5 separate regions of the Mus musculus genome follow, and all the other regions are linked to region 1. The links are chromatin contacts, called in public Hi-C and promoter capture Hi-C maps. All regions are on one chromosome and are shown on one strand. The core of a region is the stretch at or near the end of the contact, and the rest is flanking DNA. Distances in the headings are between cores, read along the strand shown.

Region 1 (5,283 bases), core at 1,844-4,343:
CAAGTTCCAGGACAGCCAAGGCTACAGAGAAACCTTGTCTTGAAAAAAACAAACAAACAAAAATAAGGAAAAAAATCCATTGAAACTAAGAAGCAAAAAAGGAAGAGGGTGTTAACTCAGAATTGCAGGAATAAAATGGGGAGTCTAGAAGGCCAAGTGGGACTTCCACACAGCTAGGTAGCAGGCAGAGCATTTCAGAAAAGAGACAAGCATAGGAAGTGTGCTGTGGCAGAAGGGTAGCACCCAGCTTTGCAGGCCTCTGCAATGCATTGCTGGGGTTTTGCCAGAATGTACTAGAGTGAGAAGATGAGGGTTTCTTCTCGGCTAAGGCAATATGCATTAACAATAAATAAATAAAAATAAACCCAACCAGCTGGGCAATAAAATTACTATGAAGATAAATCTGTAGGGATCAGAAGTAAGAATTGAACAATTGTGAGGGTCAACCTCCATCACCCTGGTTACAACATCACAAGCAACTTGGTGATTGGACCTATGTCCTGTGGCTTGTAGGAGGCTCAACTGGATGGTTTGGTGTGCTTCACATGGCACACTGTTCTCTCATGCATCTACCCTTTTGCCCTTCTCTAACTGTCCCAGGAAAAGAGAAAGACAGACAGACCGACAGACAGACAAACACAGACACAGACACACACACACACACTCACACACAGAGACAGAGAGAGAGAGAGAGAGAGAGAGAGAGAGAGAGAGAGAGAGAGAGAGAGCACAAGAGCATTCTAGAGAGGAACCAGTGTCCTGGCTCTCAACCCCACTGTAAGACCATTGATCCTTGTATCCACAGGAATCCCATGTTGGAAGAAGGAAATGGCTGAAGCCAAAAGCCAACCAGAACGGAAGCCTGTATCTAGACAAAGATTTTTCTCACCGTTTTGGCAGCTTGTCAGATAGCCTTTCAGCAGAAGCTAGAGCAGACACAATAGTGGGTTTATGATAGGAAGGACCACAGCTACCGTGACTACCCATGCATACTTCCTGCTCTCTACTTAAACCTAAACCCAGGTCAGGATTCTGAAGATGGGCTTTGGATCAGGGCTGAGGTTGGGGAAATCTTTTTTTTTTTAATTACTGGATCTTTCTTCTTCCTAATGTGACCACTTTGGAGATATCTTTTTCTGCTTTTAACTATAAAGTATGCCCTTTAATTGGCCTGTTGAGGTTGGGTGGCCAGACCTAGCTTGTTAGTTGGGGATTGACTCTGACCCAACCAAAACCCATGTTCTTCTTGTAACCTTACACATTCTGTTCGCCAGCCTCTGAGGAAACCTGGACCTTCTACACAGACTGTCAGGTTATGGGCCTGTCTTGCTTGGGTGCAAATAGCAATGACAAGGCATTCAGCTATTTCTGGGTATCTATATGGTCTTTCAACGTCAAAGAAGATAGCTTGAAGACAGAACAGGGTGTGAGGGTTTTGAGTTGCATTTTCCATCCCGAGGCTTAGGACAGATGTGCAGGGTCTGGATGCCCTCTTAATAAATTATAGTGGCTATTCCTGGTTGTCAACTTGACTATATCTGGAATGAACTACAATCCAGAATTGGAAGGCTCACCTGTGATCCTAATCTGGTGGCTGGGAGATACAAGTTTCTGACCTGGATCTTATCGTGGAGATTTTTTTTTTAAGATTTATTTATTATTATATGTAAGTACACTGTAGCTGTCTTCAGACACACCAGAAGAGGGAGTCAGATCTTGTTACGGATGGTTGTGAGCCACCATGTGGTTGCTGGGATTTGAACTCTGGACCTTCGGAAGAGCAGTCAGGTGCTCTTACCCGCTGAGCCATCTGACCAGCCCCTATCGTGGAGATCTTGAGGCATATACTGGCTATGAATCCCAAGAGATTAAGATTGGAAGCTCTCTGAGTTCAAGGTCATCTGGGACAAAGCAAGTCCCAGATCCAGGCATGGTGACACACACCTTTAATTTGGGCCGTATCTTCTGCTAGAGACCTACATAAGGACATTAGATGAAGAAAGATAGGCTCTCTCTTCTTTGCCTGCTTGCCCTGTGGAACTGAGCAACTGCTAGATCGTTGGACTTCCATTCACAGCTGCTGCTGACCATTGTTGGCGAGTTGGACTACAGAGTATAAGTCATCAATAAATTCCCTTACTATATAGAGTCTACCCATAAGTTCTGTGACTCTAGAGAACCCTCACTAATAAATGCAACACTGTTGTTGAGATTGGGACTTTGTAACCAGAAGATGAGGAGCCGCCAGAAACTTCCTAGTAGACAGATACTGATGGCAACAAAGTTTCTGAGGAGAGTGGATACAATGCTAGGATGTCAGCGAGAGTTCAAGCCCTGATTTCAAGTGGCTTTTAAAGCTGAATGAGGATTTCTTCTTTCCACCTCTCCAGCCTAAGGGTGAAGATGACTGGGAAACCGGCTCGAAGGGGTTTGTCTGGTTGGCTGCGTGCAGACACACCCCACACGTTAGTAGCAGAGCATGGAGCCCTAGAGGTTGGCCTCCAGGCGGTGCTCACCCTGCCGCTGCGAGGCACTCCGGGAATTGTAGTTTTTCTTCCGCTCCCTGCCTGTCTACTGGGAGAATAGTGCAGTAGCTCTGCAAGAAGCGTTCGCACTTTCCAAACCCAGGCTCGGGTCCTCCTTCGGTGGTCGGCATGCCAATGACATCGCAAAACCCCCGCCCCTTGGAGGCTGAAGGGATTTAGGCGTCTACACAGGGCCTGTAATGAGGCAGCTGACAGATGCACAGACAGTTCGTGAAGGCAGGCCCTGGCTCTTGTTCATCTCTTCCAAGATGTGTCCTAAGGCTTTGCTTTTTGTACGACCACGCTTCGTTCTGGCTTTTTGATCAGGCGGATCTGCGGGCAGCCCCGACGGGGGGCGGGGCTGGGTGGGGCGGGGACCTCGTGTGCTGTCGTCGCTTTGGGCCCTCGGGGCTGCGCCGCTCTCAAGTGCCCTGGGCTGCTTCGCTGGTCTGAGCCCTAGGCCGGCTCCACGGGGACCTTGGCGCACGCATGGACCTGCCCGCGCCCGGCGGGAAGCGGCCAGGCTGGCGGTGGCTGGGGCGGCGGAGCAGGGCCGAGGCAGCGGGCCCCTGAGCGCGCGCCCTGCAGGCCGGGCCGCAGCACCATGATGCCCGGCGAGACGCACCCGGCGGCGCCCGGGCCAGCCGACCTCGCGCGGTGTCAGGGCTGCGCCTCCCTGCAGCAGGTACGCAGGATCCCTGGCTGACCCTTTTGCGCCGTTTTGGGGGCGGGTGCCGGTGCTTTGTTTAATCACGGACAGAATTGGTTCAGCTGCTGCGATGCCGGCGGCGGACAGAGTGAGCGTGCTCTTCAGGACTCCTCGTCTTCCCGACTCAGGGTTTGCAGGGCCCAGTTTGGTTGGTGGGTGACGCTGTCTACGCGCGGAGGGAATCTTCCTCTCTGTGATGAAGGCCTCCTCGCACTCCTAATTATTTGTTGTTTGAAGGCAAGGGTTTTATGTTGCGTGCCCAGGTCGCTAGACTTCCAAGATTCCGGAACGGAACTGCATTTTAGCTTACACGTATCTATTAATATACTGCCAAGCTTAGCTTTTGTTAAGTAGCATGTTAGTTGTCTGATTAAAATTGTCCAATAAACATACGTGGGTCTAGGTAGTTTGTTACAGTGTCATGTCCTGTTCTTAACAATGGATCGCTGCAGATGGGTTCTAGGTTTTACTGATGCAATAGAAATAGTCCCCAGTGCTCAGGGCTGGAGACTCGCACAGCTTTCTGTCTTAGAGTTCCATTCACCTATTGTCAGTGGCAAAACGGAACTTGCCCTTGCTCCCGTTCAGTTCATCCCCTTTCTACCCAGTGTTCTAAGCACTGTTCATATTCTGGTAAACCACCTGGACACGGATAAGATGAACGTGCGCAAGTACGACTCGACAGGATTTTAGATGTTGGGAAGGAAATAATGGAAGATGTCAGGGGGTTCTGGTGAGGTGGTGTTGAGGCAGTGGGAGTTGTGAATGTTGAAAAGTAGCTCTGGAGATCGGTTTTAACAAGTGGGACGGTTTCTTGATGTTTGATGAGCAAAGCCTGTGGCAGCCTCGGGGTTGGTGAGACGAGATAAGGGATGCAGACTAGCTAGCTATCTGTGGAAGTTTGCTTTTTATTGTAAAGTGCAATGTCTCTGCGCCGATTCGTATGTTCTAGTTGCTTGGAGAATAGGAAATGGTTTGGCACTCTCATAGAGAAGATGGAGAGTCAAGCCATGTTGTAGCTAGGCCACATCGTGTAGGCATCTTATAACCCTCCCCTCCCTTAAAAGATTCTGAATGGAACGCTTCTTTAATGGACCATATTTGTGTTTTGAGCCTATTTACTCAAATTTTTTGATCCCCTGCTAGTTTATAACAATGTACGCAAAGAGAAGAGGAAAGTTACATTAGAAGCAACATATTGGTAACAAACAGGCAAAAGTAGGAGGGGAGAGTGGGTAAGGACCAGGCTTTTGGCTGCTGAGATTTTCTGGTCTTTGGAAAAATCGTATTTGAACAAGGTTATAGGAGAGCGAGTTCGGTTGATTTCTTTGAAGCCCGACATCCTAGTGGATGCCTCAAGGCCTGGGGTAGTTGCTTTCCTGGTGTGCTTGAGAAGACCGGTGAGGCCACAGCAGACTGAAGATTTAGGATTTGCAGAGGTCAGAAGAGCCAGAAGAGCCCTGGTTGTGTGGTTCTCATACACCCACACCGTTGTATGAGCTTGGGCTTCTCTGGATGAGGTGGTGGTGAATCATTGCAGGTATTTGAACAGACAGCTGTGTGACCCATTCTTCTTAGCCCTCTGGAGAGCTGCATTCACACACTGCTCACCAGGAGTCCCTGTCCTGTTGAGTGAGCAGTGCCATTGATTTCTTTAGGTTGCTTAGGCCAGAAACTGGTGGCTATCCTGGTGCCTTCCTTCTTTGACAGCCTGCATCCAGTCCGTTTGCTGGGTCTCTTGTTCCCACCGCCTGTCTTTATTTTGGCCTGGAAGCTGCTGCTTTTGCTTCCCAAGGACACCTTTGTTCCCTCCCTCCAGGTCACACTTTGGGGAGCAGGGAATAAAGGAGAGGTTCCTTTAGCTCTGTATAGGCCTGGTCTGTAAACCTTCTCCCTTAAGAGGCAAGATCATAAATAACTGTGCTTTGGGAAGTTGTTCACACCTGCTCACTTGCCACTGAGGTGTGAAAGCAGCCACAGACAAGAGTAAAAGAGCCCCAGGGCTGTGCTCCCACCAAGAGGAGGGTTGCTTCTGAAAAGGCTTTCCAG
Region 2 (5,283 bases), core at 1,498-3,997, 7.1 Mb before region 1:
AACACTAAGGTAGTTAGCATATAAAGAGAAAAGGTTCACTATGGCCAACAATTTTAGAGGGTTCAGTATGTCTTTAGTTGGCCCTATTGCTTGTGTACTTGTGGAAGGAGCACACTATGGTAGGAGCAGAAAGGAGCACATGGCAAAGCAAAGGGCTCACTTCTAGCCAAGAAGCAGAAACAAAGAGAGGAGGAAGGGGCTAAGGTCCCACTACCCTCCTCAAGGGCATGCCTTCGATGATGAAAACCTGTAAGCAAGACCGAATGGAAACCTCTGAGCACGACCTGATTCTTCCCCGTAGCACTTCTCTGAGGACGTAACCATAAAAGATGAGCATTCAAGATGTAAACTATTCCAAATTTTCATTTAATCAGCTTCATTTAAGGATATATAACCAAGAGAAATGAAAGTAAGGTAAACAGATGTTTGTGCACACAGCTGTATCATTTACAGTAGTAGCCAAAAAAGTAAACAATTCAAGCATCCACAGGTAAACAAATACATAAAAACTGATACATTTATACAGTGATTATTATATTCAGCTTTTAAAGGAAGGGCATTCTGACATATGCGATAACAATTGAAACGTAGGGACATTGTCCTAAGTTAAATAAGCCAGTCACAAAAGAACGAATGCTGTGTGAGTACACTCATATGATATGTCCACAATAGTCAGAGTCATAGACACAGAAAGAAGCTCCATTGTTGCCAGGGGCTTAAGAGAGTTAGCAATGAGGAGATAGTATTTAATATGTTACAGAGTTCATCCAGGAAAATGAGAAAGTACTGAAGACAAACAGCAATGATAGCTATTCAACAACATGAACATCATTTGCATTACTGAAGTCTTGAAATTGTTGTTGTTTTTCTTGTTGTTGTTGTTGTTGTTGTTGTCAGAGATGCCTCCTACTGCCCAACTAAAATATTTTATTAGGTACATTTTACTATAATGATAAAGAAAATGAAAAGTAAATTTGGTACAGAGGAGAGACATATTCACTAAATACTGACACTATTGGGCAAATCCAATCTAACAAAAACAAAGGGCAACATACATGACATTAACTGACTAAATGTTGCTCTTTATTGAGCATGGAAGTACCTTTACATGTGTACTGACCCTAGATTCTCCTCCCAAAGCTAACTAAGTTGGTGATCAATAAGCACAAACTATCATAAATGTAACAAGTCACTGAATACGCCTTCTCCAGACTACTAAGCCCTATATCTTTATTACTCCAGTGATAACAAATGTATTTCAACCTTAGAGCCTTTGTACTCAACTACACCATACCCCCCATAACTGTGGAATCCAGTTCCTCACTTAATTTGGATCTGTACTCAACAGCCCCTTCTCTCCTCCACTTGCTTCGTTTTTTCCTCGCTACCTTTCTCACTCCTGTTTATGCATCTGCATGAGGATTGATCTCCACCCACCACCAGTCCAGAACTTTCTGTATTGTTCACTACTATCTTCGCCGAACACAGCACATTATCAGACATACTGTTAGCGGCTAGTCAATACAAATAGATGAATGACTAGATCAATGCTCGAAGCTTTATAAATTCTATTTCCCTCCTGGCCTGGATTCTGTTCTCTATGTACAAGTGCAGCTGTAGTCTCGGCCAAAAAGCCATTCCAGGCAGCCCTTCGGTTCTCATCTCTTTGACAGGTTAAGGGACCAGACTCCGAGTTTAAAAGTAGGAAAGCTTACAAAATGCACCATACCAGTGCATACCAGTGCAATGACATTGAAACCCGAATTTAGCCTGCTCTGACTTAGTCTGAGAATGAAAAGGGGTATCTGTCCCTCACAAGAAAGGAAAAAGAATAAGGAGAAACAGAATACTTTGACAGTGCTTTAAGACAAGACCAACCATGAGCTTTAAGAGCACCACCACAATGGAGCTATTTCAAAACAAGGCAGTAACTGGTCCAGGCCACAGAACTTTTTCAATGCAGCTTTTTTGAGAATTTGGGGAGAATGGACAGTACGAATTGTCTCTTAAATATAGCCCAAACACTCTTAGGCAGAAGTTACTTGACTCCAAAGACAGACACTTTGGGAAAATGAGAAGCACGTGATGTGGTCTACTTCAGAAATAAGAAACTTACAGACAAATGTACACATCCTACTAACTACACATGATACAAGTTTTTGAGGGCATTTTATAAGCACACTTCAATGTTTGCTATTAATGCATGCCACAGCTTTGGTGGTTGACAATCTTTGCATGAAAACAAACAACTAAAAACAACTTCAACCAGACAACTGCAATACTGTAAGTGGAGGGTCTCTTCCTCTATCTAAGGTATCTGGTGAAAACCAGAGCTTCAGGGACTCAGACTCAGGCTAGCCACCCCAGGTCACACGTGTTCCTCCTGCCTGGAGAGTGGACAAGGCAGGTGAGGCAGCCCTTTTGCAAGATCTTGCACATAGGTAAGAGAAGTGACCCAGAGAGGACGCGTGGCTTCTGACAGTCAGGATCCCGGCGCCAGCATCCCGCCCGAGTCCCATCCAGGCCAGCCCCTCGGGGTCTCGCCCCTGCGGCGGCTGGCAGAGGTGGCCAGCGCAGTCCTACCTGAGCTCTGTCCCCAGCTGCAATGCTGAGAGGGTAGGTGCGAGGAGGCGTGGCCTTCCAGATCTCTGGGCGAACTCCCTTGCGCCCTGGCTCGGACTTTCTCTCTCAAGATCCGCGCCCCGACCAAGTTCGATTGCACTTCCGGGTCTGCAGGGAATTTAAACGTCATTACGCATGCGACGGCCGCGGCGCCAAGAACCCGGAAATGGGCGGAGCGAACCTCTACATCTGTTCCTGAGGCTCAGAGGGCAGTGTGTGTGTGGTGTGCGTTGTTGTGGCATGTCCCTGTCGTACGCTGCTATTCTAAACTATCCTAAAGCCTCGTTCTGAAAGAGGAATTTCAATATTCTCTGTGATGCTGGCCTTAAGCGAATTCCCCATGTCCGTCCATGGTTCATGTAAATTCACCCCACCCTTGATATTCAAGTTGAGACCTATGTTTGAAAAATTGTATTTATCACAAAATTAAGACAGGAAGTTAACCCTAATATCCTATTGAGAGCTAACTCAAATGAGAAGTATGTTGGTGTTCTGTTTATCCAAAAAAGGTCTAAAAATCCTTCTCTTTAGGGTAGAATAGTGGTGAGCAATAGACACAAATGATTTTAATATTTTATATGGTATTCTGATGTTTTCTCTGTTTTTTAATCCCAAAACCATTATTTTGCCAATTAAGGTCAAAGCATTTACTAAAGACACGAAGCTATGACTGACACCTCGGTAACTGTGAGGAAAGGCTGGTAGCTAGCAAACCTATATTTGTTATATTACCAGACAGGGAGTTCCAGAATTCTTGAAAGTATATTGTACCTCACTCCCATAATTTGTATCTCTTAAACTCAACTCCTGCTTCCTTCAGAACAAAGAGTGATGCAATTTATTGGCAGTGTGCTCTTACCCACTAAAATGTCAACTGGATGAAAACAGTGATTTTATCTTGCCTTTTAAGTATCCTCAACCAGGACAAGATGCCTGTCACAAAATATACAATAAACATCATTTGAATAAATTAATATCTATTCATTGCACTATTTGGAGAAACTTAATGGGAAGTCATGAGGGCAGTAAGGACATGTATGGATGGAGAAAAATGTAACAGGGTGTTCCTGAGGAAAAACATAACTTACTGAAATAAGCCAAGAATGCCTGGGTGGAGCCCATAACATTACAAAGTTTAGGGTTTCATTTCAGGCTGCAGCTCAAGTGGCTTGTAGGGTAGAACTTACAACTGAAGAAAAGCTTTGATTACAGTAAGCAACTTGAATTTTGTGTTTCAAACAGGGTTTTTTAAATCATGAAAAGCAACATAACATTTTCATTTTGATAGAATGACCAAAATAAACAAGCTCATTAAAAATAAACCTGAGGGGGCTCAAGGGAGAGTTCACATGTTAAGAGCACTTACTGTTCTTCCAGAGAACCTGGGCTGGGCTCAACAAATGCCTACAACTTCAGTTCCAGAGAATCCAATGCCCTCTGGCCTTTGGTGAGTTATATACACAAGTGGCTAACATAAGCTCACACAGGCACACACAAATACATACAAAAATCAAACCTCCTATAAATGGATAATCCTTGTCTAACCTTGAGGAGAAACATTGGACAAAATATGTAACTACTGCTTCTTCAGTCAATGTCACAATAAAGCATACATTGAAACTATTTACAGCTTGAAATCAGGGATGGCAATTCCCCATAAGATATTTTATTGTTGAGAAGTGTTTTGGCTATCCTGAAGTTTTTGTTTGTCCATATGAAGTTGATAATTGCTGTCTCCATGTCTGTGAAGAATGGTGTTGAAATTGTGGTGAGAATTGCATTAAATCTGTAGATTGCTTTTGGTAAGATGGCCATTTTTACTATGTTCATCAAACCAATCCATGAGCATAGGAGATCTTTCCATCTTCTAAGTCTTCTTTGGTTGCTTTCTTAAGGAATTTGAAGTTCTTGTCATATAGATCTTTCACTTGCTTAGTAAAAGTTACACCACGATATTTTATATGATTTATGGCTATTGTGTAATGTGTTGTTTCCCAAATTTCTTATAAGCATTTTTATCATTTATATAAAGGAAAGCTACTGATATTTTTGAGTTAATTTTATATCCTTCCACCTTGTTGAAGTTGCTTGTCAGTTGTAGGAGGTATCTGGTGGAATTTTGGGGGTTGCTTATGAATACTATCATATCATCTGCAAATAATGATACGTTGACTTCTTTCTTTCCAATTTGTATCCCTTTTATCTCCACTTGTTGTCTAATTGCTCTAGCTAGAACTTCAAATACTGTATTGAATAGATAGGGAAAGAGTGGGCAACATTGTCTTGCCCCCTGATTTTAGTAGGATTGCTTCTAGTTTCTCTACTTTTTTATTTATTTATTTTTCTCACATTTTTATTAGGTATTTTCTTTATTTACATTTCAAATGTTAGCCCCTTTGCTAGTTTCCCCACTGAAAACACCCTACCCCTTACCTCCTAACCCAGCTCCCCAACCCACCCACTCCCATTCCTGGCCCTGGCATTCCCCTATACTGGGGCATAAAACCTCCACAGGACCTAGGGCCTCTCCTCCCATTGATGACCTACTAGGCCATCCTCAGCTACATATGCAGCAATAGCCATTAGTCCCACAATGTGTTTTCTTTGTTTGGTAGTTTAGACCATGAAGCTCTGGGGGTACCGGTTAGTTCATATTGATGT
Region 3 (5,283 bases), core at 1,704-4,203, 6.3 Mb after region 1:
CTTGTTATAGCAAGTTCTAAGTGTGCTTCTCCACACCATTGCATTGTGTTGTGTCCTTATTCCCATCCATGAATGATTATTTTGAAAATTGTGATTATTGCCATCAAAAAGAGTTTAAAAATTGTTTTCTTTTGTTTTTTTTTTTGTTTTGTTTTTTGTTTGTTTGAGACAAATTTTCTCTGTAGTTTTGGCTGTCCTGGAGCTCACTCTGTAAACCAGGCTGGCCTTGGACTCACAGAGATCCACCTGCTTCTGCCTCCCAAGTGCTGGGATTAAAGGTATACATTACCATCACCTGGCTGCTAAAGAAAACAGATTTTTGATGTGAAAATATAACTCAGTGGCCTTGTCCAAAATCATGTTCTATCAACAACAGAATTTATTCCAGCTGAGTTTGGTGGTAGATGCTTGTAAGGCCTGAGGTTGAAACAAAAAGATTTTTGGCCTGAGGCCAAGCAGGGCTACATCTAGTAAGACTGTCTCAAAATAAATAAGTGGATAGATAGATAGATAATTGCCTGTGTTTCTAGAAAGTTTGTCTTTTTCACTTTGTTCTTTTTAAATAAGCACACAAAATGTATCTATCTTCTTCACAGTTAAGTCCATTTGCCTGTGTGCCTCTTCCTCACCCGTGTGCAGTTGTTTGCAGGAGCCAGGAGAGAACATCATATCCTCCAAGGAGTTAAACGTTACTAGCAGTTTGTAAGCTTCGGTTTGGGTCCTGGGAACTGATGGTTTCCTCTGGAAAAGCAGGGAGGGTTCTGAACTACTGAGCTCACCTCGTTTTTGTTTAAAAAAAAAAAACTAGAAAATAGTTATGGAGGAGACAAGGAATGCTTATTATTTTTTCCATAATGAATACTCTTTTCATTGTTGTCTTATGAAATGGGTCTCAGTATATAGCCTTGGCTGGCCCTCACTATGTAGACTGGGCTCAAGAAATCACAGAGATCTGCTTGGCTTGACCTCGAGAGTGCTCGAATTTAAGCATCTGCCACCAGGCCCAGTATGAATATGCTTTTTAAAGTTTTTTTGGGGTTTTTTTGTTTGTTTGGTTGGTTGGTTTTTTTTCGAGACAGGGTTTCTCTGTGTAGCCCTGGCTGTCCTGTAACTCACTCTGTAGACCAGGCTGGCCTCGAACTCAGAAAATCGCCTGCCTCTGCCTCCCAAGTGCTGGGATTAAAGGCGTGCACCACCACGCCTCTTAAGACACTTTTTAAAAACTCATGTTGCAGCTAGGTATGGTGATGCACACCTTTAATCTCAGCACTAGGGAGGCAGAAACAGATTTATTTGAGTTCCAGGACAGCCCAGTCTACAAAGGGAGTTCCAGGACAGCCAGGAAATCAAAAATCCTGTCTCAAAAAACAACCACAACAACAAAAGCCTCATTTTCGGGGAGGTGTACATGTGCCAACAGCACATACAAAAGTCAGAGAACAACTTTTGGCTCTCTTCTTTCACCATATAGATCTCTGAGATTGAACTTAGGCTTGGGTTCAGGCAACTCTTTAACACTAAGCAATCTCACCAAGCCCTGAACGTGATCTTTTAAATCACTTTTAAAAAAATACTTCTTTTAGGGCCAGGAGGTAGTGGCGCACTCCTTTAATCCCAGTACTTGGGAGGCAGAGGCTGGCGGATCTCTGTGAGTTTTGAGGACAGCCTCATCTATAGAGCAAATTCCAGGACAGCCAAGGCTACACTGAAAACCCTGTCTCAGAAAATATTTTAAATACTATTATAAAAGACATTACAAGTCAGGCAGTAGTGGCGCACGCCTTTAATCCCAGCACTTGGAAGGCAGAGACAGGCGGGTTTCTGAGTTCGAGGCCAGCCTGGTCTACAGAGTGAGTTCCAGGACAGCCAGGGCTACACAGAGAAACCCTGTCTCAAAAACAAAAACAACAACAAAAACAAAACAAAAAAAAAGACAATACAAATTTTTAAAAATCACATACTGAAATTAACCAAACTCAAATATTATAAAGCTTCTAAACAGAATAGCCAATAAAAAAAATCTTATATGGCTAAAAAAAAATTACACTTTACCGAATTATTTTCTTTCAATCTTACCTATACCTGTATATATATTTTTTCTCTATCCAAGTAATTTCTTCAAGCTACACAACTACAGCCTTCTATTAAATATTACTCTTCTTGAGTGAGGAAGAGGAAACTAAAGCGGATAGCTCGGAGATAGCTTTAATCCCGGCTCTTGAGAGGCAAAACCAGGATGCCTGTGATTGCCTGGTCTACATTATTAAACCCTATAACCCCTATCTCAAACACATACTTATATCTTTTCCAGCGAATTTATCAAATTCCAGAAGTGGCGCATGCCTTTAATCCCAAAACTTGGGAGGCAGAGGCAGGCGGTTCTGAGTTCGAGGCCAGCCTTGGTCTCCAGAGTGAGTTCCAGGACAGCCAGGGCTACACAGAGAAACCCCGTCTCGAAAAGACAAAAAAAAAAAAAAAAAGGAAAAAGAAAGAAAAAAATTGAAAGTAAGAAAAACAATTCATAATGTAAAGTAGGAAAACAGTCTCCATCGTTCTCAACCGCTTTTTTTCTTTTCTTTTCTAGCCACCATCCTACAACCCCACCCCCACCGCCGCGTCCCCGCCTGCCACGAAAAGAATTTCTACCAGACTTGAGAGAAATGCTCCTAAGGAACAATCCATGTATAGGTAAGGCAGGAAGTGCGGCGTTAGAAGCCACGTGCTGATCTAAATTCTATGGACACCCGTCCAGCCAGACCCTGGAGAGGTGACTCTGTCCTCCGCTCTGTCTTCTTCCACTTACATCAGCATTGTTGTGGGTTAAACAGAAACCACGGGTTATGCAACTCTCCACCCTGCACATTTTAATCTACAACTTTCATACAAAAGGAAAGGTATGGCTGAGGTGGAAATTCCACAGCAGGCCTTTTTTTTCCTACGCTTTTCTTACAGAACCAAGGCACCACGCTGGCGTGGACCCTCCAAAGTGGATCAGCCTCGCCCCAAGGCTTGCACCACAGGACAGGTTACGACCCGGCGGCGTCACGCGCCCGGACTCCCGCAGGCTCCGCCCCGAGGCAGGCATAGCCAATGACGGGGCGGGGGCGGGCCCTGTCGGGGCTGTAGCCTGAGAGGCTTTAAAGCCTGAGCCCGGCGCTGTTCCTCCAGATTCTCGGACCTCGGCGACCTCCGGGGATCCGAGTTTGCAGACTTCTTGTGCGCAGCTAGCCGCCTCAGGTGAGTGACCCCCGCGGGTTTAAAGGCTTCCCGAGCAAGGGCAGGTAGGGGAATCTAGAATGTGGGAACCATAGCATCTGCAACCCGGACTGGAGACCCCCGGATGGGCCAGGATCTCGAGGATGTGTCCTCGGCCTCCCCGAAGTGATAGGCCCTTGTTGTCGAGCGGGGTCTTCATCAGGTCATGTGACTCCGGGCTGCCGGGACCCGTAGGGACAGCGGGACCCCCTCAAGCTGGTCACGGGACCCAGGGCTCCTTGTGCCGCCATAACATTCGCGGGCGGTGGCCGCGAGCGCGGAGCGGACGCCCATCCCCCTCTCCCCCGGACGGGCCCAGCTTGGCCCCTAACCCGAACTGAGATCGCATAAGGAGGCATCGCCTTGAGGCTTCAGTTCGCCTGATGTGCAGCTGTGCGTTAAAGTGTGTGGTGGCAACCCACCCTCTGGGTACTCCTGTATGCCCACTTGGGGTCACTAATACTTGTCAATAAATGACCTGGACCCAGTTGTCCTCTTAAGATTCTGACGCATACAATATCGGAAGACTTAAGACTACCGTGGCGCTATAATAAGAGAAAGTGGGGGGGGGGCTGTCGAGATGGTTCAGCGGGTAAGAGCACTGACCGCTCTTTCAAAGGTCCTGAGTGCAAATCTCAGCAACCACATGGTGGCTCACAACCACCCATAATGAGATCTGACACCCTCTTCTGTGCGTCTAAAGTCAGCTACAGTGTACTTATGTATAATAATAAATCCTTAAAAAAAAAAAAGCAAGAGAAAAGGGTTTACCCCTGTTCCAATGACTACTAGGCTGTTTTTGTTTCAGTAGCTAGAGTCTAGGAACCTCCAAAGATTAATTCCTGACTTGTTTTTCTCCACTCATAATCACATTTGTTAACACGTGCAAGGATGCTTCAACTCAGAACGGTTTACTGCTGGGCTGGTGGCTCATGGATCCCTAAACTTGAGAGATGGGTCATTGAAAAAGTTTAAAGCCTAAACTACATGAGAAACTGTCCTTAAAAGAGAAAGCTTCCGTGGGATTCTCATTTCCTCTTTTTCCTTCCCTAGGTGTTTGAACCATGAATCTTTTACTCCTTTTGGCTGTCCTCTGCTTGGGAACAGCCTTAGCTACTCCAAAATTTGATCAAACCTTTAGTGCAGAGTGGCACCAGTGGAAGTCCACACACAGAAGACTGTATGGCACGGTTTGTAGTGTTTACATTGTCTAGAGAGAATGGTCTTCCTTGCCCTTGGAAGTGTTTGTTTGGTTGGTTGGGTTTTGTTTTTGTTTTTCCAAGTCAGTGCTTCTCTGTGTGTCCCTGGCTGTCCTGGAACTTGTTCTGTGGACCAGGCTGTGAACTCAGTGCTAGGATTTAAGTCATGTGCCACCACTGCCCACCTCTTTCTCCCCCCACAACCCCCCTCTCTAACCCTCAGAAGTTTATAGCCAGAGAGTAGTCTCTAGAGGCCAGCTCTTAGCAGGAATAGCCCAATCATACATCCATTGTGAGCAGAGTAGAGCACATACATCCCTTTGTGTGTTTTCGGGAGGAGTGGTGCCTTTCAGAGTGTGTAGCTGTTCCTGTTCCAGTAGATCCATTTGGTCAGATGGATTGGTTTTTTTATTTAAGATTTAGTTAGTGAGATATATGTCACTCGTGATATATACCACACTTATGTCTGGGTATTGTGTACATTCTGGAACTAGTTAGAAAGTACCATATGGCCGGGCAGTGGTGGCACACTTGGGAGGCAGGGGCAGGCAGATTTCTGAGTTTGAGGCCAGCCTGAGCTATACAGAAAAGAAACCCTGTCTCAAAAAAAGTAACATATGTGAGTGCTGAGAATTAAACCTGAGTCTTCCACAAATGGTCTTAAACACAGCCATCTCTCCAGCACCATCTCTGCCTCTGGAATTAAAAGCCTGTGCCAACATCTGGCTCCCCCTGTCTATTAACAAAAAATGAAAACTGCCAGTTCTGTGCTTGCTCTAGAATGAGGAAGAGTGGAGGAGAGCGATATGGGAGAAGAACATGAGAATGA
Region 4 (5,283 bases), core at 1,174-3,673, 5.5 Mb before region 1:
AGCAGAAATTGAGGGAATGACCACAAAATGATTGATCCAGCCTGAGACACACACCATGAGAGAGAGAGACCACCCCTGACACTATTAATGATATTCTGCTATACTTGGAAACAGGAGCCTAGCATAACTGTCATCAGAGGGGCAACTGATGGAAACAGATACAGAGACTCAAAGCCAAATATTAGGCAGAGCTTGTGTGATACTGTGGAAGAGGGGGAGAAAGAATTGTAGGAGCCAGAGGGGTCAAGGACACCACAAGAAAACCTACAGAATCAATTAACCTGGGCCTATAAGGGGCCCACTGAACCTCCAACCAGAGAGCAGGCATGGGACAGACCCAGGTCTTTGGCACATATGAAGCAGTTGTACAGCTTGGTCTTCATGTGGGACTCCTAACCGTAAAGGCTGTCTCTGACTCTGTGGCCTGTCTGTGGATCCCTTTCCCCTAACTGAGCTGCTTCATCTAGCCTCAATGGAAGAAGATGGACCTAGTCCTGTGGCAATTTTATATACCAGGGCCTGTTGATAGCCATAGGAGGCTTCCTCTTTTCTGATGATAAAGGGAGGGATGGGAAGAGGGGAGAGGAGGAAAGAGGAGGAGACTGAGAGGAGGAAAAGGAAGCTGCAGTGGCTATGTACAGGAAAATAATTAGTTAATTAAATTTAAAAGGTTAAGATTCCAGGAGAAAACAAAAAGAAGTGAAGCAACCTGCAGTAAAGCAATAACTAGCTGAAGACTAGTTAGCAGGACTGAGAAGACTACTATTGGAGAAGAAACAGGAAGGCAGGCTTTTATCAGTGTAATATCAAAGCACAATGAATTAATGAGTAGCTAAAAGCAGAAGACTGTCTTCAGCTCTAAATCAGAACTTTTAATACTTAAACCTCCACGAGTATAGAACGAGCTGCTCAGTGGAAGTTTTCCCACCAGGGAAGGTGAAGTATGGGCTGGACAAGCTAGCAGGGAGGACCTTTATATGCCCCACTTCGTGTCTGATGAAAAGTACTAGAAACCTCTTAGGTTCTAGCAGCCCTTTGAAACTGCGTCCCTAAAATACCTATTCCACCAACCTGCTACAGCGCCTGCTCTCACTGACACCGCAATTACAGAAAGAAGAAAAGGATGTGCTCTGTCCTCAGAACAAGGGCCTGCAGAAACAGAGCCTTCAAGGATCATCTGTGTTCAACGAATCATTACTATGCAAAAAAAAAAAAAAAAAAAGAATACCAAATGTAATTTTTATAAAACTAAGCACCAGTTGATATTGTTTCTGTAAAGTATGTCCTACATTCCAAATTTACTCAACACAATTCTGGGGAGTGTGCCCTGTTTAGGAGGTAATCTACTTAGATAAGCTATTGAAAAGTTATTTAACCTCTCTGTTTTCGCATCTGTAAAGTAGTCTAAGTGAAGATTAAGGAGTACATTCCACGTAAAGCATGCTACACAGTAAATATACAGTAAAGCTTAACAGACACTAAACACATACCGCTCTGTATTAGATGTGTAAGGTGTTTTATTACAATTAATCTGTACACAAGGCTGCCAGATATGAGAGTTGAGATTTTAAATAAATAGCATTACTCCTCCTTTTCCTGCCAGAAAATCAACACAAGTGGTGTAATGTACAATTATATATACCTGAAACTTATCAGTGAATAATTTGACTTGAAAATAGAAACGTGCTTCTTCCAGAATTCTCCAAAGGAATCTAGCAATCAAAAAAAGGAACAGCTGATTATTCTATACCCAACAATGTTACTCCGAGCATACATCAATTAACCGCACACTTCACACAGTCCACATCTGTACCTTTTAGAACCGGTCCCTATTGCTACTCCAAAGACAAAGAACAGCCAAGCTGTTCCGTATCTGGAACCTGAAACTTATTAGGCCCGCTCTTCAACCCACATGAGCATAATCCTTACAGGTCGGCAAACGGAGGAAATACGATGAGGGGGGCTTCCTGACTAGGGTTCCGGAACGCAGCAGAAATCCACACCACTACCCAGACCACACACGAGGTGACCTAGCCTAAAGTCCCATATAGGCACAACCCAATCCAATTCAAGTGACAGAATCACTGCCACCTCATCACCGCCAAGTTCACTTTGTCAGCGAACATTCAGCCCCGCACAAAAGGAAGACAGCCCGTAACATCACGCTCATGCTCAGTATTTTCTCCCCCTAAATACCACTTCTACTGCCTTTAGATTTCAACTTCTGCCAAAACCGAAGCGATCAGAACCCACCTGGGCATGTGGGACTGCCACAAAGTACAAGTCTGAACAACGCATGCGCGCTTCCCCAGACATCGCTTGAGTGAGAGGAACTGGCAGAGCTATCATTAGCTCGAAATTTGATTAAAACGGTCTTCACATGGGCTGAGCGCGATTGGTTTTTGCGCATGCGCCTGCCCTTGGCCTGATGGGAGGTGTAGTTTCTAGGTGCCGCTCATATTTACTTCTGTATTTGTAAGCCAAACTTCTAGTCTTGTCCCTAGAGTCCGGCCCCTGCTCATGACTGGAGAGCAGGCTACAGGAGACCCGCTCAGCAGCCGCTTCTGAACGGCCATGCCCGCGATGCTGTTGCTGTTGGTGTCGGTGGTCGCAGCGTTAGCACTCGCAGCACCGGCCCCCAGAACACAGAAGAAAAGGATGCAAGTGAACCAGGCGCCCAACGTGGTGCTGGTCGCCAGTGACTCCTTCGTAAGTACCCAAAGGACGGGGAGCAGACACCGCCCAGAGCCTGTGGAGAAACATCACAGGGAACAGGACCCTGGGGTTGAGAGGTCCCGCATGCGCACACCTGCAAGCACGCATGTGCATACTAATAAAGTAGTAGAAAGAAGCCAGTCTCTAACTCCTGGGCTTTGCTCCTTGAACTTTATTCACTAGACCAGCAATTCTCAACCTGTGGCTCTCGATCCCTTGGGAGAGGTCGAGTCACCTTTTGCAGAAGTCACCTAAGACCATCGGAAATATCAGATATTTACATTACAACTCATACCTAACAAAATTACAGTTATGAAGTGACAACAAAAATAATCGTATGGTTGGGAGAGTCACCATAATATGAGGAACTGTATTAAACTGTTGCAGCATAGAAAGGCTGAGAACCACTAATCTAGACATTCTATACTTGTGTTAGCACTGATTTAAAGAAGTTATTTGTGTATGCATCACCTTAAATTTGATTTAAATTCATATGGAAAGTGAAAGGACCTCGAATTGGGAAGGGGAAAAAAACATGAAAAAGAAGACTGATTTAAAAAAAAAAAAAAAAAGCTTTTAATTTCAAAACTAATGGTAAAGCTACAATAGCCACAATAGTACTTTACATGCAGAACAATAAATATTCAGACCAGTAGAGTAGAATTAAGAGTCCAGAAATAGTCTTATAAACAAGTAGTGCTGGAAAAGTAAATATATACATGGAAAGGAACAAAATTGGGTCCTGCCTTCCACCATGTGTAAAAACAAAAGTTAGTCAATGATTTAAATGTAAAAGCTAAGGCTATAAAACTCCTTCAAGACAATGGAAGTGTAAATTGTCATAATCTTGGTTTAGGCAATTTAAAATGAGCCAAGGATTTGAAAAGACATTCCTACACAGAATATACACAGATAGCCAATAAGCCCATCATAAGAAGCTTAGATTCATTAATCATTAGGGAAATGTAGCTCAAACCAATTGATCCCCATAAGGATAGCCAGAATCAAAAGGCATAAAAATAGGAGGAAGTCATGTGAGATGATATGGGAAGAGCCAAGGGTGGGGAGGAGGGAATGTGGAGGTAAATATGATCAGAGTATGAAACTGTTGTGCTTGGCCTGTTGTTTTTTACAGTTAATATGTCAGTTCTTTAGTACACACACACACACACACACACACACACACCATAAACAATAACCAGAGTTAATGAGAATATGGAGGAATTAGAAACCTCATACACGGCTGTTGAGATGCTTTGTAAAGTGGTGTGGCCACCTTGGAAAACCATTTGACAGTTTTTACAGTGACTAACTATAGAGTTACTATGCAATGCAGCAATTCTATTCCTAGATATGTATGCTTGTGTTTGTGTCCAAGAGAAATGAAAACATAGTCTGCACCAAAGCTTCTACATGACAGGATTATTCTAGAAGATGAGAAGTTAAAACAACCTAGATAGCCATGTACTGGTAAGTGTATAGATGGAATTTGGTAGTATTATTCAGCAACCAGAAAAGAAATCCAAAACTCATGCTTGTTACAGTGTGACTGGACCTAGAAAACTATGTCCTCAAAATAAATGATGACAGACTATATTTTATATGAATCCATTTATACGAAATGTCCAAAGAAAGCAGCTATGTAGAGACAGACAGCATGTTCGTAATTGCCTCAGTTTTAAATGAGCCCAGGGTGAAGGCTAAGGGTGCTCCTGGGAATAATATAAATGTTCTAAATGACTTTCTGGATACACTAAAAACCTTTGAGTTGCACGTTTTAAATGTGTAAGTTGTATATAAATTATATCTGGATAAAAAGCACTTCTGCCTGGACCTTAAAGGACAAGGGCACCCCCTACAACCCTGCTTCCACACACACTGCACCTCCCCACTGTTGCAGCCACACTGGTTTCAGAAGTAAATAGCGGGACAGGAATATATACTGTGGAATCTCCCATAATATAACTTGACGTGGTAGATAAGTAAGATAAGGCACACAATATGCTAAGGCCTTGCCATAGCAGATAAGTCATTTTTTTACTACTTAACAGGATAATGCTTTTTCTAGCTAGCTTTAATTGTCAATTTGATAGAGCCTAAAGTTATCCCAGAGATATTGCCTAGATCACTAGATCACACTGACCTATGAGCATGTCTGTGGGGGAATCTCTTGTGATAAAACATTGTAACTGAACACATGCTGGGGAAGAAAGGTTTTGTTTCATCTTTAAAGTATCAGGTCACACTCCATCCAGTCAGGCCAGGAACTTAAGGCTCAAGAACTGCAGCAGAAGTCACGAAGGAAGACTGCATACTGGCTTTGCTCCTGTGGCTTCCTCAGCTGGCTTTCTTATATAACCCAGGGCTACCTGCCCTGGAGTAGCGCTGTGTACAGTTAGGTGAACATTCCCACACCAATCATTAATTAATCCCATATTAATCAAGAAAATGCTCCCCCATACTTGCCCACAGGCAATCTGATAGTAGCATTTTTTTTCATCTGAGGTATAATAACTCCAGCTTGTGTCAAGTTAAAAAGGAAGAAGAGGAAGAAGAAGAGGTATATCT
Region 5 (5,283 bases), core at 1,740-4,239, 5.4 Mb before region 1:
TGGTTAAGGACACTCACAGATCCTCTAGGGAATCTGGGTACAATTCCTAACATCCACATGGAAGCTCCCAACATCTTTAACTACAGTCCCAAGGAATTAAATGTCCTCTTTTGACCTCCTCAGGAATCAGGAATACATATAGTGCACTGACATGCATGTAAACAAAAGACTCATACAGATAAAATGAATTAAAAAAATAAAGATGTCAGATTAGGCTAAGCAAAAAAAAAAAACAAAAAAAAACAAAAACAAAAACAAAAACATTTCTAAATGAAATTCTTGTTTAATCATTTGGTGACACAAGCTATATCTGTGCTGTGCTCCATGTGTCACAAACAGAGACAGGGCCTGGAGAGAGCATTTTCTAGGAGCTTGTGCAGAGGACTCAGGTTCAATCCTCAGCACACATATGGTAGCTTACAAACACTTTTAATTCTAGTTTCAGAGGCTCTAATGCCCTCTTCTGACCTCTGACGGTGCCTACATGCCTATGGGTCACATATATATGTATATATACATACAGGTACACAAACAGACCCATAAAATAAATATTTTTAGAAATCAAGACTGCTTATAGATATAGCAAATATTATTTCAGTCTTTAATACTTTTTAAAGTGATACTTACCCTGTGTTTGATCAATGACGAAAAGGAACATTGTGGTGGTTTGAATATGATTGGCCCAGGGAGTGTCACTCTTAGGAGGTGTGGTCTTGTTGGAGTAGGTGTGGCCTTGTTGGAGGAAGTGTGTTTTTGTAGGTGTGGCCTTTAAGACCCTTGTCATAGCTGGTTAGAAGCCAGTCTTCTCCTGTCTACCTTTAGAAGAACATGTAAAACACTCAGCTCCTCCAGGCCCTTGCCTGCCTAGACACTGCCATGTTCCTGCCTTGATGATAATGGACTGAACCTCTGAACCTGTAAGCCAGCCGCAGTTAGGTGCTCTTTATAAGAGTTGTCTTGGTCATAGTGTCTGTTCACAACAGTAAACCCCTATCCAAGACAAACATTGTTCTATAAAATATCACTGGTTATCCTAAAACTATATAGTGAACAGAATAGTATGAAGGAAACTAACACTGAGCTATTATTCTGGACTTCTCTGTGTTTTACTTGTTGGGGCTCATTTTGTAAATATTTGGATAAGCCAGATATGATGGCACACACCTGTGAGTGCTGTGACTTGAGAAAACTTGGAGGGTGATTTGAGAGAATCATTTGAGCTCACAAGTCTGAGATCAACCTGGATAACACAGCAAAACTTTGTCTTGAAAGAAAAAAAATGTATGCAACACACCAGGATAAGTGAACAAGACCCCTGAGTCTCAGGTCCCCAGTCCTTTGGGGCACTGAAATCACTGTGTTAGTATGTTAAATACAGATTTCAACGTCCAATTTTGGATTCACAGTGTAATAATTTTGGAAGTTAGTGATCCTGTGAACATGATGAACATGCCTAGGGTCCACCAGATATTCTGTAAGAAATATGGAAAGGACCAACCCCACAAGGTGACACAGTACAAGAAGGACAAGGATTCTTTGTAAGCAGCGTTATGACAGGAAACAAAGTGACTATGGTGGACAAACTAAGCCTATTTTCCGCAAAAAGGCTTCTACAAAGAAGATTGTGCTGAGACTGGAGTGCATTGAGCCCAACTGCAGATCTAAGAGGATGCTGGCTATTAAGAGATGTGAGCATTTTGAATTGTGAGGCGACAAGAAGAGAAAGGGCCAAGTGATCCAGTTCTAAGCTGATTTTGTTATGAATAAAATCTTGACCTTTCACTCCCTCTGATTGCAGTTGGTCTTTCTGGGAGGGAAAAAATGAAAAGCTTTCAGAAATTAAAAAACAAAAATATATATTGAATCCTTTCTAAGATTTTTACTTCATTGATCTGGTATACTGGGCAAAGTTGCTTTGTTATTGTTTTTTGGTTTTGTTTGTTTTAATTCCTAGGCAGATCTAAAGCCTAGCCAAGATTATGAGCTATTGAATCAAAGGATCATTAATTTTAAAAAATCCTTATTATTCTGTGTGAGCAGGGACATGCATGCTACAGCATAGTTTGTTAAGTCAGTTCCTACATCATTAAATGAGCTCTGGGCTACAACTCAGGCTGTCCCGTTTACAAGCACCCTTACTCCATGAATCATCTTGCTGGCCTCTTTTTTCTTTTTTCTTTTTTTAAAGCAGGGTGTCTGTGCTGCCCAACACTTGGGTTCAAGTGATCAACTTCAGCCCGGGTTGTGGGCTCTATAAGAGCTTGCCACGTGCCAGTTTACAGAGAATGCTTGCAAACCAGTAAGACTCATTTAGCTTGCACCTCTGAGCATAAGTATGGGGAGTTCTTATTGTGTTGCTCTTAATGTAACACTGAAAGAGAAATTGAAAGTGAAAACACACCATCTCCCCTTAAATCTAGTAATTTTTAAAAGCTTTGGTATACACAAATACTTAACCTATTTGTATCTCAAGCAATGAGTTATTTGTGTTAAAGAGAGCATATTACACATGGGAGCCTGTATGGTGTAGTGTATGGAATTGGACCTTTGGGTATACAGTATATGGCTGTAAAGTTTTCCCATGTTCTAGGTATTATTTCGCTTAGGGATGAGATTGCTGAGTGCATTTAAAATTTGGATAAATTTAGAGTGAGTCCGATTATCGTTCTTTGAAAAAAGAAAAGAGAAAGAAAATGATGCACCTACTCATATCCCACAAGAGCTAGAAAAATTCCACAAACAGGACAGCAGCCTGATGGAGGGACGGGAGGGGAGCCAGTACTTCCTAGCACGTGACCCCTGCCCCGCCTCCTCACAAACTCGCGTCGCGCAGGCGCAGGACGCAGGGGCTGCGGGAGCTGGGTGTTGAGGGCGGGGCGAGGACCCCAGCACAGTAAGTTAGGTTCTCGCGGTGCGGGAATTGGGTGAGGGGAGCGGGGCGGAGATTTCTGGCACGCTGCTGCTTCCGGTCGGACACCGCCCGGGCCTGCACTTCCTGCGTCCGCTGGCAGCGGTTCCGAGTCCTCGGGTGTCTGAGCAGGGAGCGTTTGGACCCTCGTGGACTGGCATTGGCAAGAGCCTCAGTGAACTGTTCGCCTTGACAGTTGGGCCACAGCCGGGACCTGCAGCCATTTAAATAGGCTTTTCCGCACTTGTGCCATAAACTATGAAAGCGAATCCTTCTGACGTCCCACGCACCCCAAATATTCTCCTGGGATGGCCGTCGGGACGACTGCTGGTTGCCGTGCTGTCCCTAGCGCCGCTCAATCTAGCAGCTGCGGCCTGTCTTCTTAGCAAATAAAACTGGTTTGAGAACTGCTAAAGCCATGGGGGTGGCTACCAGCCTTGCTGCGCTTCCTGCGGTTGCACCCAGCTGTATAGAGTAGAGGTGCCTTAACGTGGTTGTCCTCTGCACACCCTATGATACAGGCCTCTTAGGAAGCAGTCCGGGATTCAGACGCTGGTGAAACGCCTTGTCATCTTTAATACCAGACATTGGCAGTAATTCGCTCAGCTGCACGGCTTCATTAAATTGGGCAAGTGTTTTACTTTAGATATTTGTGAAGACAATCTTGTACATTAGCATTCCTACATAAACATTCAGAACCATCTTTTCCGATACATGTGTGCACTGCGAATATAAAACTCTCTATACGTTTTTGCCGAACGGTTTTTGTGACTTTCAAGATGATTTTCTTTCAGGCCACATGTTTTTTGTTTTTTGTTTCTTTTCTTTTATAAATCGCTGGCTGCTAGTGACACGAAAGTTACACCAAGCAACATATGAGCTTACAGATATTTAATTTTGTGAGGAGTAATGAACATTTACACGCAAAGTGTCCAAGCGGTAGTGAAATGTAGCTAGTCAAATGTATTTATTATCATCAAACTGCTACTGACTAAAGCATTTCCCTTCCCTGAGCCTAAAAGCCAGGGTGTCACCCTGGAGATAAGCACTGTGATAATTTGTGGGCCAGGTCCCCACTCTAAGAGTCCCTGAGTCATTGCTCAAGAGGAGTGACACATGAGTGTGAGTACCTTTAATTTCATGTCTTTTGTCTTCAGTGACTTTATACTTGAATGAATTATCTACATTAGAAAGGTGTTTAAAACTGTCGGGGCCATCCACTTATCTAAAACAAATAGTTTTATATGGAATTCTCACTTTAAGAAATCTAATTTTAGGGATCTACGAACAACAAAACAGTTTTTATTTTTAAAGACAATGGTAGAACAGAACATTTTTTATTTTTATTTTTTTTTGTCAAAAACTGTATTAAAAATTATGTTCTCCAGCACTATAGCACTTTAAAAACAGTGATTTTGGAGGGAGAGCCAAGGCATTATTTTTTTCCTAGTAGGAAGACTACAGCAGCAGGATTCATAACTCAACGTGACGTTCATTAGCTTCCCTGGAAAGTATCAGTGCTGCTTCTCCTTCTCCTTCTTGTTCTTCAAGAGATTTCTTTTTTATTAGATATTTTCTTTATTTAAATTTCAAATGTTATCCCCTTTCGTGGTTTACCTTCTGAAAACCCCCTCCCACTGTTCACCAACCCACCTACTCTTGCTTCCCAGCCCCGGCATTCCCCTACACTGGGGCATCGAGCCTGCACAGGACTAAGGGCCTCTCCTCCCATTGATGTTCAACAAGGCCGTCCTCTGTTACTTATGCTGCTGGAGCCATGGGTTCCTCCATGTGTACTCTTTGGTTGGTGGTTTAGTCCCTGGGAGCTCTGGAGATACTGGTTGGTTCATATTGTTGTTTCTCCTATGGGGCTGCAAACCCCTTCAGCTCCTTGGGTCCTTTCTCTAGCTCCTCCATTGAGGACTCTGTGTTCAGTCCAATGGTTGGTTGAGAGCATCCACCTCTGTATTTGTCAGGCACTGGCAGAGCCTCTCAGGAGACAGCTATAGCAGGCTCCTGTCAACAAGCTCTTGTTGGCATCCACAATAGTGTCTGGGTTTGGTAACTGTATATGGATGGGATGGATCCCCAGGTGGGGCAGTCTCTGGATGGCCTTTCCTTCAGTCTCTGCTTCACACTTTGTCTCTGTATCTTGTCTCATGGGTATTTTGTTCCCCTTTCTAAGACAGACAGACGTACCCACATATTGGTTTTCCTTCTCTTTGAACTTAATGTAGTCTGTGAATTGTATCTTGGGTATTCCAAGCTTCTGGGGTAATATCCACTTATCAGTGAGTGCATACCATGTGTGTTCTTTTGTGATTGGGTTACCTCACTCAGGATATTTTCTAATTCCATCCATCTCCCTAAGAATT

What was found. Promoter capture Hi-C pulls out the DNA fragments that hold promoters and counts their contacts. A called contact is a pair of places that touch in the nucleus more often than the background predicts.
Region 2: a Hi-C map of B cells shows a contact between it and region 1, with 5 read pairs. The contact joins the promoter of Fam172a here to the promoter of Ice1 in region 1. A contact is called at or near these places in 2 of 484 Hi-C or Micro-C datasets (B cells and CD4 T cells).
Region 3: a promoter capture Hi-C map of pre-B cells shows a contact between it and region 1. The contact joins the promoter of Ctsl here to the promoter of Ice1 in region 1. A contact is called at or near these places in 1 of 39 promoter capture datasets (pre-B cells) and 1 of 484 Hi-C or Micro-C datasets (CD4 T cells).
Region 4: a contact with region 1 is called in a Hi-C map of CD8 T cells, with 8 times the contacts expected there. The contact joins the promoter of Arsk here to the promoter of Ice1 in region 1. A contact is called at or near these places in 1 of 39 promoter capture datasets (liver) and 2 of 484 Hi-C or Micro-C datasets (CD4 T cells and CD8 T cells).
Region 5: a promoter capture Hi-C map of pre-B cells shows a contact between it and region 1. The contact joins the promoter of Rfesd here to the promoter of Ice1 in region 1. A contact is called at or near these places in 1 of 39 promoter capture datasets (pre-B cells) and 1 of 484 Hi-C or Micro-C datasets (CD4 T cells).

The regions. Positions count from the first base shown.
Region 1 is chr13:70,635,444-70,640,726 of GRCm38.p6, reverse strand. It overlaps Ice1 (interactor of little elongation complex ELL subunit 1), which reads left to right and starts at 3,093. Exons shown (of 19, transcript NM_144837.3): 1 at 3,093-3,210. The coding sequence starts at 3,130.
Region 2 is chr13:77,706,154-77,711,436 of GRCm38.p6, reverse strand. It overlaps Fam172a (family with sequence similarity 172, member A), which reads right to left and starts at 2,747. Exons shown (of 10, transcript NM_001163419.1): 1 at 2,584-2,747.
Region 3 is chr13:64,368,190-64,373,472 of GRCm38.p6, reverse strand. It overlaps Ctsl (cathepsin L), which reads left to right and starts at 2,953. Exons shown (of 8, transcript NM_009984.4): 1 at 2,953-3,237; 2 at 4,309-4,445; 3 at 5,235-5,283. The coding sequence starts at 4,320.
Region 4 is chr13:76,095,800-76,101,082 of GRCm38.p6, reverse strand. It overlaps Arsk (arylsulfatase K), which reads left to right and starts at 2,423. Exons shown (of 8, transcript NM_029847.4): 1 at 2,423-2,709. The coding sequence starts at 2,575. It overlaps Ttc37 (tetratricopeptide repeat domain 37), which reads right to left and starts at 2,349. Exons shown (of 44, transcript NM_001081352.2): 1 at 2,254-2,349; 2 at 1,643-1,712.
Region 5 is chr13:76,016,268-76,021,550 of GRCm38.p6, reverse strand. Rfesd (Rieske (Fe-S) domain containing) reads left to right here and starts at 2,989. Exons shown (of 4, transcript NM_178916.5): 1 at 2,989-4,030. It overlaps Gm52035 (a long non-coding RNA gene), which reads left to right. Exons shown (of 3, transcript XR_003950562.1): 3 at 1-200. It also overlaps the pseudogene Gm4165.